Regions from separate parts of the Capra hircus genome. Here region 2 is linked to region 1. Evidence: chromatin contacts called from public Hi-C data. All regions are on one chromosome and are shown on one strand. Each heading gives the region's core, a stretch centred on a gene start, on an enhancer-like site or on the middle of the called end of the contact. The rest is flanking DNA. Distances are from core to core; before and after follow the strand shown. Region 1 has its middle 41 kb from the start of IL20RB. Region 2 holds the start of STAG1 (cohesin subunit SA-1).

The links. A called contact is a pair of places that touch in the nucleus more often than the background predicts.
Region 2: a contact with region 1 is called in a Hi-C map of blood, with 6 times the contacts expected there. The contact joins the promoter of STAG1 here to the enhancer-like site in region 1. A contact is called at or near these places in 2 of 5 Hi-C or Micro-C datasets (both in blood).

The regions. Positions count from the first base shown.
Region 1 is chr1:131,760,976-131,765,104 of ARS1.2, forward strand. No RefSeq gene overlaps it. Among named protein-coding and RNA genes, the nearest start is that of IL20RB, 41 kb to the right of the region's middle. Within about 2 kb of position 2,731, at least 1 of the 5 cell types and tissues checked has an H3K27ac peak or open chromatin away from gene starts, as enhancers often do.
Region 2 is chr1:132,012,849-132,016,892 of ARS1.2, forward strand. STAG1 (cohesin subunit SA-1) reads left to right here and starts at 2,387. Exons shown (of 34, transcript XM_018050852.1): 1 at 2,387-2,595.

The DNA of each region.
Region 1 (4,129 bases), core at 1,481-3,980:
AGCTCTTGGCAACCCCCTGGACTATAGCCTGCTAGGCTCCTCTGTACGTGGGATTATCCAGGCAAGAATACTGGAGTGGGTTGCCATGCCCTCTCCAGAGGATCTTCCCAACCCAGGGACTGAACCCACATCTCTTAGGTCTCCTGCGTTGGCAGGCAGATTCTTTACCACTAGTGCCTCCTGGTACTGTCTGGATCCTCATCACAATCTCCTGCCTGACTATATAACCTTTCCCTACTCACCAGGATGGGGGGCACAGTTCTTGAAGCACTAGCTTCTGGTTTTTCCCCTTTACCTGGCCAAGTAATAAAGCCACTCTTTCTTTCTCTTCCATAACTGTCTCCATATTCTTTTTGGCATTAGTGCGCAGAGAGCCAAGGTTTTGGCAACAATCTCAGTCTTCACAGAGTGGTCGGGCCCATTTCCAAAGTGGGAACACTTTCCCTCAGTGATAGGAGGAGTTTTCTTATTAGTGACTAAAGCAGAAATCTTATCCTCTCCTGTCCTGTCCCACCGAGAAGAGTGGTCACTTCCTCATGGGAGCTGACACAGGGCAGGCCGGAGCAGGGTCCTGGAGAGCCACAGTTCCAGAGGCCTCCCCAAGCCCTCCTCCTCATGTAAGAAACTTGGGTGGGTGGGGAGGGGGCATTCAGATAAAATCTCAGGTGCAAACGCTGATAACAGGAGGTCAGCCTGCTCCTCCTTCAGACTCAATGAGCTCTCGGCCTCCAGCGTGTTGCTCACTGGGCTTCTGCTCCCTCCAGGGGCAGCACCTTCAGCCCAGCTTGGCCTTGGATGATCCCCCCAAGTCTTGAAGCTCTAACAACCAAGCAGGGTAAGAGTGGAAAGGAGAGGGGTGTGAGTGCTGCCCACTGGGGTAGGTGGGAAGTGCAGACCCAAGCCCTGCCCCACCTCCAACACCGCACCCATCTCTAGGGCCTGGGCTTTTGGCTTTTAGGCAACACATTTAGAACCACACCTCAGACCCAAACTTCTTATCAGTTCTTCAACCTGAAGGTCGTCTTTGCCAACCCCAAGTTAAAATTCTCCTTCAGAGTTTAAAACTTTGTTAGAAAAGGAAGTAGAGAGAAAAAGGAAGGAAAGAGGGAGGGGAAGGAAAGAGGGAGGGGAAGGAAAGGCGAGAAAGAGGGGAAGTAGGTATAAAGGAAGGAAAGGCAGGAGGGAAAAAGAGAGGAAAAGAGGAGGGATAAAGGAGGCAAATCCCTTTCTCAGACAAAGAGATTATGTCATAAATTAAAACTGAGCTGCTTACAGGTACCCATATTAAAATTTTAGCATCTACTTGCTGCCATCTGCTAAATTAAAACTCCTCACTTGAAATACATAATTCTTCCACCCCACTGGCCCTCCATAACCTAGGTTTAAGTGTGTTAGTTGCTCAGCCAGGGCTGACTCTTTGCAACCTCATGGACTATAGCCCACAGACTCCTCTGTCTATGGAATTCTCCAGGTAAGAATACGGAATAGGTAGCCATTCCCTTCTCCAGGGATCTTCCCAACCCAGAGAGTGTACCCAGGTCTCCCACATTGCTGGCAGATTCTTTACCACCTGAGCTACCAGAGAAGCCCCACCTAGGCTTAACCTGAGGGCTATTTCATTTTGGCCTGTTTCTAAGTGCAAGATTCCAAAGTCTTCAGTGAAACAGGGCATCACCTGGGAAAGCCCTTCAGTGTGGGTAATGTAGGTGGGATGGCATCAAGGGTCCCCCGCTCTGGGGTGTGATCTCCTAAGGCTAGAAACCGGTAATAACATCAGTAGACAGTTCGGCAGAAGACTTACTGTCATGTCCAGGAAATTTGGAGATATGTGGCCACCTTGTAGATGGGTGATTTGAAAGCACAGGAGCAAATGTAGAGGTTACTTCGGTTTACACAGGCACTAATTTTTTTCAACAGTCAGGTTTTTTAAGGTTGTTTGTTAAAATTTCCCCAGTGGGCTCCATTGGAGGGACTGGGGACACGAACCTCCTCCCATAGGAGAGTTTTCCTTTGGCTTTGGGGGCTTTTTGCAGGTGCCTGACAAGACGTCTCAGGTTTTCCTCCAGGGCCCTTCAGGGGGTTTTACTGCTGCTCCTGCGCTGCTGGCCCCTCACTGAAGGAGGCAGAAGGGGCTCTGTCTTCCCTCCTGTTCCCACCTGTGTGTGCTCCCACCTCCAGGGAAGATAGATTTTTCTGGGCTTTTTTGTTTGATCCTTGAGGACCTGACAGCCAGCAAGAGAAAACTGTAATTTGGGTTCACCTCTTGTGTGCCAGTTCCAGATGTCACAGTCTGGGTGCCAAAATGGTTTAACATGACTCCCCTGTCATGGACACAAACCCCACCACCACCACCCAAAAAAGTCAGTTAAACCCTGAGATAGGTTATAGAACACAGGAGAAAATATCAAAAACTGTTTTTTAAAGAGGTAGGGAAGGGCAGCACAGAGGAAAGACTGGTAGCCAGAGGCCTGAGGCAGAGGCCAAGGTCCAGCCAGGAGGGAGGGCCACAGGAGCACTGAGCAGAGCGCTTCTGAGCACGAGTGAGGATATGGTGTCTGCTAAATTCTAAATCCACTGATGATGGTGGAGGCTTGCCAGGGACCAAGCCCATGGAAGTTCTGCAGTTTTCATTCTAGGAAATTTGCCTGAGTTTTCCTTTTCTCTCTCCAGAAAGCCCAGGGCACTTTCAGGCGAATGGGAACAAAAGAAGGAATTTCCAGCACTCAACACAAGGTGGCGCCAGACACCGTGGACGTGATGCGCTCCCCACTTCAGGTGGGCTCAGAAGCTGGTCCCTAAAGGGACCCAGTCAGGCCAGATTCCAAGGAAACTGAGAACGCTGAGCACCCACAGGAAGTTAGCCAAAGGAAAAAACAGGGCGCACAGAAAAATAAGAAAAATTATCTAAGAGATGGGGAAGGGTAGCACAGAAGCTAGACAGTCTGTAAAAGGAACTTAAAAAAGAGCTTTGCCAGGGAATCCCTGGAAAGACAGGAGATGGGCAAGTGCAGAGACAGGAAGGGGAGGCTGTTGCAGGCATTCAGCAGGTCATGGCCTGGGCCAGGGAAGGGTGGGGGAGAAGAACGCCTTCTGACTGGTGTAGCTACATTTACCAGTTTACATTTACAGGTATGCTTCTTAGACACAGTGAGTCAACAAGCCCCATAGGATTCAATAACAAGACTCAGTAGAAATACATTTTATTCATCTTCTTTGAGAATTCATTGTATTAACATTTGCTCTTTTCGTGTACAGTTATGGACCCATGACTGCAAATGTGGTCTGCCCATTGATATCAGCCAGTATTCGCCTTTTGATGTTCACATTGTCCCAACTTTGGCTGAGGCAAACTTACCTCTCTTAGACTGATTCCTTGCATAATTTTGAATGACCCACCTATTTAAAGCTTTTTGCTTCTGGCGCAACAAGGTATAAATGTCCTGGCATTATTATCTTGCTCATTTCCACCCCAGACCAGGTATGGAATCAGACATTGCTCCAAGAAACCCTGGCTCCTTTTGAGAGAAAAATAGCAAAAAAAAAAAAAAAAGGCAAAATATAGGGTACTATAGGGTACATTGCAACTAGGCCACTTCGGTGGCAAAAAGCCCAAAAGGAAATCTACTTCTAATGTAATGTTTTATAAAGGCATGAGTTCATATGGATAGACTCAATTCAGTTCCAGTAGTACACTGCTGCTGCTGCTGCTGCTAAGTCACTTCAGTCGTGTCCGACTCTGTGCGACCCCAGAGACGGCAGCCCACCAGGCTCTCCCGTCCCTGGGATTCTCCAGGCAAGAACACTGGAGTGGGTTGCCATTTCCTTCTCCAATACATAAAAGTGACAAGTGAAAATAAAGTCACTCAGTCGTGTCCAACCCTCAGCGACCCCATGGACTGCAGCCCACCAGGCTCCTCCGTCCATGGGATTTTCCAGGCAAGAGTAGTGGAGTGGGGTGCCATTGCCTTCTCCACCAGTAGTACACTGCTCCTACTGAAATTATTGAGTGTACCATTGACCTTCCCTTTCACTAATCCTGAAATCTAGTTTCCTGTCCAAATAACATAATTATTTACTTGCTGTGACAACTTAAGAGAATAGTTTAAAAAAAAATACACTGTCAGTACAA
Region 2 (4,044 bases), core at 1,137-3,636, 250 kb after region 1:
CAATCCGCTTGCAATGCGGGAGACCTGGGCGCCATCTTTGGGTTGGGAAGATCCCCTGGAAAAGGGAAAGGTTACCCACTCCAGTCTTCTGGCCTGGAGAATTCCATGGACTGTGGACTACAGTCCATAGGGTCAGATGACTGAACCACTTTTACTTTATCTTATCAAATAGATAAAAGTTGAATGTATCTGATATTACAAAGCTACTAAGAGGAATCAGAAACTTGAGTAAGAAAGATGCATTATTTTAAATGTTGAATTTTGCACTGGAGCTTCCTGGCAAGAAAGCTGAATATGAGGAATGCTAAGGGAAAATCAGGAACAGATAGTAATTTAAGGAGACTTTTGAAGGGCAATAATGTAGTAGAGAACACCACAGAGAGCTAAGAGCTGACCTATGGGTTGGAACAAAGAGGAGGCACTAGCAAAGGAATACAAAGACCAGAAAACCAGTTAGGTTGTAGATCCCAGGAATTGACTTAAAAAGTTGGGGGGGGGGTGGCACAGGGTTTCAAGAAGGAGATAAGGATTGGGTGTGCCAAGAAAAATAGGATGAGAAAACGGTTGAAAGTTAGAACTTGTGGACTTTAAAGTGTAAATTCAGTTTGCCATTATGGGTTAGATTGATAAAAGGTAAGGAATAAGATGGAAGCAGGAGACTACTTCTTTTAAGAAATGTGACAGTGAAAAGAAGGTTGATATTACAGTAACTGGAGGTAGTAGTACACATTTTTAAAAAGCCCTTGGAAACTGTTGAAAAACAGAAAGAAGTCAATGGCTACGATACTGAAGATATAAGATCCTAGGAAAGTAGTGGTGGGAGGAAAAGGAATGGACGACATAGGTAGTCCTGGAAGAAGCACTGATGTTGGGGAGAAGGGGAGAGGGAGAATGAGTTAATTTGGTGAGAATTTGAAAGGTCATGAACACGGCGTGTCAACAAATATTTTAAGATGGAGAGAATATCAAACTGGAATTCCATGGCTCTGATCCCTGTTGACCAGATGATTTTATCTATTAGTATGGATCGGGACTGGCACCTTAACAAGGAAAATGAGAAACAGTTTGTAGAGAATACGATAGGAATTCATCCAAAGATGAGTTTATATATATATCAAGTGGGAGTGTGGTCACGACTTCATAGCCATCCAGGTAGAACTGGGGCTTCCTCCAGTGAAAAACCACACAGTGTGACCTTTGAGAGAGAAATCAGAAATAGGGATAATTTACTGGAGACTGACCCTTAAGACTATAAAGGAGTCGAGCGATTCTAAGGCAATACAGAAATAGAGCTGGCTGGCTACAGTAACAAGAGAATTTAGTCATAATGGGGCTGATGACCTGGGAGATTAAGGATTCACTTTTGTATTGAAAGTTTTGAGTGGGTGAAAGGTAGAAGCCACGATCAGGCAGAGGCGGGGGGTGGGGGGGAAGAGTAGGGAAAAGGCAACATTCAAAAGCATATTTTGGTCATGATCTCACGCTAGTCAATTGTTTCCCTTTTGGCAGCTAAACGGCTACGATTCTCCCGTCCATTTCAGAGCTACTGAGAAGAGTCCTAGGCTGTGGAAGGAGAAATCTGATTCCAAAGCGGAGGCTTTATTTTCTCAATCTACTTACATTCTTTTCTCACTAACTAGCCAATGCTGCCGCCTTATGCAAAGCCGGCACCACGGAAAGGATCTGCTTTAGAGGTAGTGACGACGCCAATCGGCCTGGGGCGCACAGTGTTGCGTCTAGATGCACGGCGAGGGAGGTCCCAAACAGCTCTCAAAACCTTTTCACCCTCGCCCGGGAAAGCACCTCGTCAACAGTAGACAATAAATCGCTCGTACAATGCCAAGCTCTGAGGCCCTGGTTGACACCAGAAGAGGCGGGAGCGTGGTTTAGCGCTGCCACCCCTCCGCTTTTCTGCTGGGCGCTTTTCTGCAGAGGCGGGGGATGGGGTCAGCAAGGCCGGGCGGGGCTGCGGGGGTGCGCTAGTCCCGCGACCTGGGGAGGGGCCGCGGTGAAGGGGCCAGGGGCGGGTTTCCCTCCCAGGTCTCGGAAAAGCTCCAAAAATGGCGGGCGGCAACTCAGCTAGCGGGGCGCGCAGGCGCCACCGCCGCCATCCTTCCGCCTGCCTTGGGCGGCCCACGAACCATCCACAGCCCCCTCACGGAGAGGTATGCGCCGCTTGCGATTGGCTGAGCTGGGCCAGCGCTCCGGGCCGCCACGCAGCGGCCACGTTTCCCGCCCCGCTGGTGCGCGTGCGCGCAATCCCCACAGGAAAGCGTTCGCGCGCGTCCCCGCCGCGGCCCCCAGCTCGCGCCTCAGCTCCCTCCCCTTTCCGGGTAGGCCCGTCCCGTCAGCGAAGCAGTAAGCACCGCGGCCAGCAGAGGGCGGTCCGGACCCAAGTCTGCAGCGGCGCCATTGGCGTGTGGAAAATGCCACCAGATGGCGGGTTAGGATTGCAGCTCCGTTGAAGGCGCGGCCCCCGCTCCCGAACCCCCGGCGACCACCCCGTAACAACCCCCCCACATCGGGAATAACACACCGGAGACTTTTGGGGGGAAACTAGGTCGACGGCTGGCGGTGCCCGGATGGGCAGCTGAGGTGAGCGCGGGCGGCGGCGACGGCGGCGGGGGGCGGGAAAGAGGGGGAATGCGGCGGCAGCGGCGCGGGGGCTGGAAGCGCCGATCCAAGATGGAGGCCGGGCGAGAGCGAGAGAGCGCGAGCGGAGAGCGGGCGGGCCGGGCGCGGGCCCCGCGCGGGGGAGGGAGGCCGCGCAGGCCTGTGCGGGGCGCGGCGGTCGCCGGCCGTCCGGGCGCCAGCGGGGACGGCTGTGGGCGCGGCGGGCACCCCGGAACCCTAGTCGCTCCGCACCCCTCCCGCGGGCCCCGAAAATTGTGCCCCCGCCCGCTCGGGCACTACGGCGACGGGCGCGGAAGCCTTTGTGGCGCGCTCGGGCCCGCCGCCAAGCCCGCCCTCCGCCCCCCCGCTCGGACTCTCGGGACTCGCCCGCGCCCGGCGGGGCCGGGCCGAGGCGGGCTGGTGCGAATGCCATCCGCCGCCCTGCGTTTCTGCGGTGTTTTAGCGGCGGCGGCGTCGTCACATGACAACGAGCTCGCCTCGGCTGAGGGGCCTGGGGGTCGCTCGGCGAGGCGACCGGCCCAGGCCTCTTCTCAATGGGGAGGAGCGGGGGGCTGGCGCCTGGGGCAGAGGGGATGTCAAAGCCGGGCTTTCCCGCTATCTGCCCTCCCCGCCCCCGACGGAGGCCTCCTTGAGAAACGTGTGCAGGCCGGAGCACTGCCCCGCTAGTTTTCCAGCCCCCCGGGAGACGAGGCCAATAAAAGTTGTTTTCCCTCCTTTCTCGGGGTGGGGGCGGGGTGAAGAGCTGGGAAACGGGAGTGCTTGGAGTGGAACCTGGGCCTCGATCGGAGAGTCCAAACTGGGTGCTTCTTGGGTGCTGTGGGGACTGAGAAATTTTCAGGTTTTAGGATTGTCACGTCACCTCTTCTACCTACATTTGAAATGTTACCGATTCTCTTCATATTGCAGAGAATCGTGCCCCGGGAGTGTAAAGCAGGGGATGGTTTTGGGCACTTACAGTTTCAAAACAATGCTGTTTGTATGCGACGATAGCGAATTACTTGCTGTTAGTCGATGTTAAGATGATGTGTATAGTTTATTCTCGTGATTGTGACTAGAGAGGAGTTTTTTCTTTCATCTCTTCGCGAACGTAGTGTTTATGAAAGTATTTGACATGGCATAAAGAAAGTTGTGTGACTTAACGTGGTATTTGACTCCATCTTTTAGATTTTCATGTGCCTTTTTAAGAAAATTGCAAATTCTGATGGTGAAGCAGTTAGGAAAATAAAGATTCAGAACAGTGAAAATAAAAACAACTTGTGTATTGTATTGAATAGTGTACCTTGTACTCATGTTTATACTGTACGAAAAATTCAGGCTAAAAAAATTTACTCCAGGGAGGAAATAGCGAAAAGTTCGGGAAGGTTGTTTACTTGCTCTCAGTCTTTGAGAATAGTTATAACACAAGTAGTT